2 separate regions of the Zea mays genome follow, and region 1 is linked to region 2. The links are chromatin contacts, called in public Hi-C maps. All regions are on one chromosome and are shown on one strand. Each heading gives the region's core, a stretch centred on a gene start, on an enhancer-like site or on the middle of the called end of the contact. The rest is flanking DNA. Distances are from core to core; before and after follow the strand shown. Region 1 holds the start of LOC103650892 (60S ribosomal protein L5-1). Region 2 holds the start of LOC100278343.

Evidence for each region. A called contact is a pair of places that touch in the nucleus more often than the background predicts.
Region 1: a Hi-C map of tassel shows a contact between it and region 2, with 3 times the contacts expected there. The contact joins the promoter of LOC103650892 here to the promoter of LOC100278343 in region 2. A contact is called at or near these places in 4 of 25 Hi-C or Micro-C datasets (ear, endosperm, leaf and 1 more).

The regions. Positions count from the first base shown.
Region 1 is chr3:172,841,614-172,845,113 of Zm-B73-REFERENCE-NAM-5.0, forward strand. It overlaps LOC103650892 (60S ribosomal protein L5-1), which reads right to left and starts at 1,880. Exons shown (of 9, transcript XM_008676480.3): 1 at 1,500-1,880; 2 at 538-610; 3 at 355-446; 4 at 107-233; 5 at 1-12. The coding sequence starts at 1,502.
Region 2 is chr3:172,427,054-172,430,924 of Zm-B73-REFERENCE-NAM-5.0, forward strand. It overlaps LOC100278343, which reads right to left and starts at 2,094. Exons shown (of 5, transcript NR_158670.1): 1 at 1,670-2,094; 2 at 545-915.

The DNA.
Region 1 (3,500 bases), core at 630-3,129, 410 kb after region 2:
CAGTGCAGTAGGCTACAAGATGAGTGTAAGCAGTTGAACTAGTGAATATATAAATTCATTAAGGTACAATATGCAATTTACACAATATTTCCAGAAGGGAAATTACCAGCTGCATAGTTGGTCAGACCAACTTCAAGACCATATCGTGGCAACTCATGCGAGTAAGCAGAAGCAAGAACCATATCACCTGCTATACTAGCAGAGATGATTTGTGCTGTGATGTCCTTGTTGGTCTAAGGAGGTCTAGTTAAGAGGTACAATATTATGCCACTGGAGCTCAAGTACCATAGTAATAAGCAGAAACCAGATGATTAAAGAACAAAGAAAACAAATGATGAAGGAATCAAAGGATACAAATCGCACAACAAATCTGTATTTGGGTGTATTGTACTTGTTTTTGTCTTGGTTAATCAGCCTTATCCTGGCCCTGTAGTCTGTCTTGCCAGCTGCAAACAAGGTCAATAGAAAAAGGCTTTCAATCAAACAGGAAATAAAAATGATAGTAATGCAAACATCAAAAGAGCAGACAAAACATACCGCGCCTTCTCTTGAACTTCACCTGGAAACGCTTGAAGTACGCATTGGTCTTGTGGGTCTTGACAAAACCCCCCTGGGGAGATAACCGAAAGGTACACAAATAGTTAAACGCACAGGTAAGGTTGAGCATGAATTCTGTCAAGTATGCATACAACAGACTTCACTAAGTTGTCAACCAAAAACTATTCAGTAAGTGTCATACTCAAACAAAGCTGCAAATGCATATTTATCAAGAGTCACAGCTGAGTCAATAATATAGATGCAGTACATATGGCGAGAACATTCTACCAATAGTCCAATACTTGTCAAGGAACCGTGACACCAAATTAAGATAGCTCTCATGACACATCAACATCAATAGAAAGAATCCGCAAAATTTTGCAGAGGCATAAAAACAGTTATATCCATTATAGTGTACAGATCTAGTAAACATAACAGAGTTTTTTTCCAGAACAATTGAAACCTTTCAAGAAATGGAGAATCGTAATCCCTGGAAAGATTAAGAAACGACCAAATGACAGACTTTCAACAATAGATCCTCGCGTGAACATACAATCACAAATACGCTATATAGCAGATGCAATAACTGATAAACTAAACGACTATAGCCACGAACAGTAGGCCACTTAGTCAATTGGGCAGAAGGGTCCGGAGCCCTCCCTTCGATCAAACATTTTTTGGTCGACATCCAAAAAAATAATACCGAAAGGCCCATCCAATATACTTCTTCTACCTAAACGTCGATCCGAGCACGAATCGCTCGGTGCCACAAGTGTAGCCTTCCTCCAGCCAGCATGCTGACCCATCACCGCGCTAACTGAACGCGGCGGCTACTTACGCCCTTGCCACTCCAGTCCCTCCACTAGTGAAGAAATCTACCCAAGTAAACGCTAGTTGCACAATCACAGGCGCAGCAATCGAACGAATAAGCAGAATGATAGCGGAAGAGCCCGTGATCTTACCATCTCAGTCTCCTGCGGTGGCTATGGACACTGCAGCGGCGGCGGCTTCACCTGTCGGGCTAGAGGTGGGAGCAGCGACAGAAGGGAAGGGTTTATAGGGGCGCCTCCTCCGGGCCTTTTAACTCTGGGGAAACCCTAGCCGGTGGACGGGCCGATAGCGTCTTGTCGCTGGGATGGATGGCCAGGATCGGTTCGAGCGTGCTGCTGGGACAAATGGGCCTCCCGTCGGTGTTGGTGGGCTAGAATGGTAGAGATGTTCGGTGAGTGATGAGTTCATGAATTGATGGGCCTGTTTTTTTTTTTTGTACTGGAGCAGCATCCGCTGTATTGTTTGGCCACTCTGACGAGTTTTGTTCTCCAAAATTTGGAATTCCAATAGTATCTATGCTGGTACCTTGGATTCGTCTTTACTCTTTACACTCTGCTAGATGATGTTTTTTTTCGTCTTGGAATTTATTGTTCACCCTGGCAGCAAAAATGAGGGCTGAACGGTAGAGCTCGTGACTAGTACAGGACTACCCTACAGGCTACAGTCCACCTTCAAGTCAAGCAACATTTAGAGGTAAAAGGGTGGAGTCAAGAAAGTTTTGTTGTAAGATTCGCTACACTCAAACTAACACATTTGCATAGATGACAGCCCAAAAATACATGGTGAATCTGAAAGGAGCAGCAACATAGCCCTGTCATGCCATTCTAGCTCTATATACCTTAGCAACCAGCGGCACCGGTGCCCAACAAAAACGCTCGTAGGCTGTAGCCGCAGCTGCTGCCGCTGGTTGAGTAGGAGAAGAAACACTGTTCCTGTGTACTGCTTCAGCTGATAAAAAAAAGGAGGAATGTCGTAGCAAGCCTCACACTGATCAACTGCAACTTGGAGACCCTAATAGATTGTTTGTCGTAGCAAACCTCTCATATCAATATATCAAACACTTTATACTTCTACATTCTACATGGTATCATACTAGATTTAGGATTAGGGTTTCCCCAACCCACAACAGGCGCCACCCACCCCCATAGCCAGCCACTGTCTTCCTAGCTGCTACCCCCGGGAGACTCAACCCTCCCTCCTGGGGGCAGGGGGCAGCTTCCCTTCCCCTCCGTAGGCCAAGCCTTCCCTGGCCGCCAAGCCCTGTGCCCCTACTCTCCCACCCGCTGAATCCGCGCCGGAGACCCTTGCGGTGCCACCCGCCGTCCACACGCGCGCTCGTGCCTCGCGGTGCACGCCCGCGCCGTCGGCTGCCTACCCTGCGCGCGTCCGCGTCCACGCGCTCGTGAGCCCGTGTCGCGCTCTCCTCGATGTGCGTGCGCCCGCGGCTCGGCGTTGCCCCGACGACCGCCCTCCTTAGGCTTGCTCGCTCTCAAGTGGAGTGGTGGCGGTGGGCGGGCTCGCCTGCTTGCGGCTGCGGCTGCCCTCAGCCGCGCGCCCACCCCACCCCCCCTCTCGGTCACGATCGCAGCTACAGCCGCTCGTGTCGATGGGCGCGCCACCCCCTCCCAACAGTGCGGCCACCCCTCACCTCCAACCTGGTGGCGCGACGACCCCTCCCTGCCGGCAACCTCTGCTCGCCTGCCTAGATCCAACCACGGCGCTGCTCGTGGGCCCAGATTCGTCGCGGGGCACGCTTCTTTGCCCTACTGCCGCTGCAGCGGGCGTGGGCGACCTTGCCGCGACAACCTGTGGTGTGGGTGGCCTCGCCACCACCGCAGCAGGCGCCCACGACAGTGGCTCTCTCTCTCCTTCTATGTTGTTGACTCCTCGTCCATGGCCGAGTAGGGCCCTGCGCTGCTCACCCCTCCCTCCTAAGGCTCTACAGCGCCGCCCGGATCCACGCAGCCGCCGCGTCCAGGGCTGGCCGCCGCCACCCAGTTGCGCCAACCTCATGAGCATTTTCCGTCGCTAGCGTCGACAACCCTTGCTAGGTCCGGAGTAGGCCCATGTCCAGCTGGAACCGCCCCGTCACCCTCCCCTTCATCGTCTTCGTTGGATCCGTCGCTGTCGCG
Region 2 (3,871 bases), core at 844-3,343:
ACAAACGGGGCCTTATTAGAATGGAATTCAATTCCAAGGATCCAAACGGGACATTACTGATTTTGCTGGAGACTTAAGTAAGCAGGCATAACATAGGCTGATAGGCATCTGTAAATAATGACAAGAAGTTTCATGCCAAGCTCCAGCACTACACGCCTACACCATACTCAGAGATGTAGGCCATACCTAGATACACTTAAAAATAGGCCAAGAGACAGATATGATGTAGTTGTCACTGAAACACCATTTCAGTTTCCTTCTTGTACACAGCATGTGTCACTCATTTCCATAATACTATGTTAGCAAATTACCATGACATAGACACTGAGATAGGCTATATGTGGTATGCCATTTACAACATAATAGTCCTTACAGACAGCACAAGTTCAAATTGAGACTATTGAGTTAGGAGCCTATTTTATACAGGTTTTTTTGCAAACATGTTTCAAATAAGCAATTATTTGGGCGTATAAGTAAAGCAAAACAAGATGTATTTAAGTAACAGATAAAAATACAATCAGTTTTTAGCTCTTAGGAAAATTACCTCGGAAGAAATCCTCCAGTATATGGCCTTTTCTTGCTAGAATAGACCCAACCATTCTGGGTTTCTTATCGAAAATCATACGCAGCAAGCGAGCAGCGACATCACGCCTGGAATTCTTCCTCTCTAAGAGATCAAGAAACAGGTCCCTCTGGCCACAGTCACTGAGCGAATGGACCAACGAGACAGTGGCACAGAGCCACAGCCGAGCTTCATACCTGCCTGCTGATTTTGTCAATGACTTGATTATGGACTCAACATTGTGAAAAAGAGATCTCCTCCCTTCCACGACAACTGTATTAACACTGCCGCATTCTGCCGGCACTTGCAAAAAGAGTTGAACCATCTTCGGAGTGAAATTTCTCACCAGAAATCTGGAGCGAAAACAAGCAAAGAATCACACATGCTACGTAATGAACCAGGCTGAACTCGAAATACAGGGGGCACCACAGTAAAGGGCATGTGACTATTGGAAAACAAAAGTTAGTAGGCATGTATGCAGTTATAGGGCCTATTTGGGAGAGCTCAGCTTCACCAACTTCACCATAGATCAGCTTCACGGTGAAGTTGCTGAGGTTTTTAAAGTGTTTGGCTTGCAGACTAACTCTTGATCTATGGTGAAGTTGGTGAAGCTGAGCTATAAATCAGCTTCACAAAACATAGATCAGCTTCACAAATTTGAAGCTCAGCTTCACCAACTTCACCATAGACCAACTTCACGGTAAAGCTTCACAAACTTGAAGATTTAGTTAAAAAAGTCATTTGTACCCTTGATCGAAGTATTCACCATATGAGCTTGTTTTCTTCACAATGTTCTCATCAGTCTTAATTTAAAAAAAATAGATGATATTGCACCGACATTTTTAGAGGTAATTTTAATAGTATATTCATAGTTGGCGGTATTTATACATAAATATGACAAGCATCTTTGATTTCAAAAGGCGAGTGTTTGTTCTAAAATATCCACCAGTGTCCCTGTAAATTCAGACAAAATTCATATCTGATGCATACACATACAGGGTTGTACATGTACGAAGGAATTCACGTATACAAAGGAACAATATGCAAAGTGTTTGTATATGCGCACACAAAATCTATGGGCTGGTTGTAGACTCCTAAAATACTAACCGAATTGCTGCTAGAACCACCAGAAAGTGGAGGCAAGGTCTGGGAATACGAGCTCGCCGCCAGGGACTGAGTGCTGCCCGCCAGGGGCTGGGAGCCGTGGGCTGGCCGAAGCCGCTGCCACACCCGTCCCTTGCCTCCGCCCTCCACGCCGAGAGAGCCCTGCTCGGGGCGCCAGCGGAGCTCCAGAGGATCCACCGACCGCGCAGAAGGGAAGGCCACGAGCGGATCTATGTGATGCGAAATCGCCGCCACAACCGGTCGGGAAAGCCACGTTGTAGCCGGATCTCTGCGTTTGCGACTCCCCTTCGGCTCCGGCGTCCTCCGGTGGGCTTGCCCAGGGCGCCCGACGGCTAGGGTTTCCCAAGAGCCGTCAGAGCAGAGAGAAAATCGATCGAGATAGGAGGGCTTCGAGCGGAGAAAAAAAATGAACCAGTGGCAAAGGTGCACAACACTGAGCTATGGGAACGGTTTTCCACTAAGGTCTAACCATCGTATCATACAATTCTAATCTTTTACATAATAATGTTTGGTTTCTTTAGTCTAGAAACTAAAGTTTAGTTAGAGGATTAAAATTTAGTCCCTAACATGTTTGGTTCTAGGGGCTAAAATTAGTAAGAATATACTAAATAACTCATAAGAAGACTAAAATGACCTTTAACATTTTTCTGCTATTAGTACAATTGAATTAAATGAAGGGTAAATGTGGAATTAATATGATTTAGTCCCTTTTAGCACATGTGTGAATGACTAAAGACTAAATCATTTTAGTACATATTTTAGACCTAGTGTTTGGCAAAAAAAAAAGACTAAATGGGTCTAAAAAACTAGAGTCTAATCTTTAGTCCCTCTAACCAAACACCCCCTAAATACTGCCAATACACAATATGTACAGAGTCGTATAGAGACTCGCTCTTCATGAAAAGATTGTCTCTTAATTTTTTTATTTTCACTTAACCCCTAAGAGATCCCTCGTTTAATTGGATTGTACATGCCCTTATCCTCAACTTCACGTGAAGGTATAAAATTCCAATTCGTGAAGCACCTCTTGTCATCGTTTCGAAAACCGGGGGACAACAAGGTTTGTGTTGGGTGGGAGATGCTAGCGCGGACTCACTCCGAATGATGAATCGTTGGGACTCGAATGTGGAATTTGAGACAAATGGTTTATACTGGTCCAAGTTTGTGCCCTAGTCTAGTTTAGTGTTGATCGTTGTATTGCCTTGGAGCGTGTTAAAACTGTTGGTGTGTGGGAAGAAGGAGGGGCCCCTGCCTTTTTATAACTCAAGGGTAGGACCTTACAGTGTGGACTTGTATTCTCCTGGAGGGTGCCTGGTATGTTGCCTCTGAGTGACGTAGTTCTCCTGACATCGTCCGTAGGGTCGTGTTCAGTCATACTCCCGTTATGGCGTAACACTTCGTATGCATGGTATACGGGTCCCTATAGCAAGTCTCATGCTGATGTAGTGACCCCTACCAGGGATAGTTCTACTACGTGTTTTGGGGTCGTGCGTGGTGCAACTTTGTCTATCGTCATGAGCCTTGTGACACATTCCTGTATGCGTAGGCATACACCCGTTATGGTGTATTGTCCCATCTATTCCTATATGCGGGTAACTACAGAGACTCCGACACTGAGGTCCCCACAATCGGGGTTGAGTGGCCCCACAAGTCAGCGGGGACACGTCTGGGACCGTATGTGGGGGCCTGCAATCATGCCGATAGTGACCTCTTGGTGCGCCTACGGTATGTCGTGCCTGTGGTCCAGACGTAGTTTGGTGGAGAACCATCTTATTATGTTGATGTTCGTCGGTCGTACTGGGATTTTGCCTCCTCCTCGTCGAGTTGGTCGGCCAGGACTTGGTCGGTTGTTCCGCCTCACGGGGTTGCTTGGCAGCGACTTGATCATCCGCTCCGCCTCACAGGTTTGCTCGACAAAGAGCCCGGTCATTCGTTCCGCCTCGCAGGGTTGCCCAGTGGAGGATTGGTCGGCTACTCCGCTTCACTGTGTTGCTTGGTAGTAGGCCGGTCGACGAGTGGGCCATTAAGAGTTTATGGACCTACTTTGGGTACCTAGTTTCCAGGTACCCGACAACATCCCTCGAGCCTTTATGTAACTCTTTAGAGTTGTGCGGAAACTTTTGTTGAGCACCGAAATCCCAGACACGCGCAAGCGCATCTGCTAGATGCTTCCCCCGAGCCCCT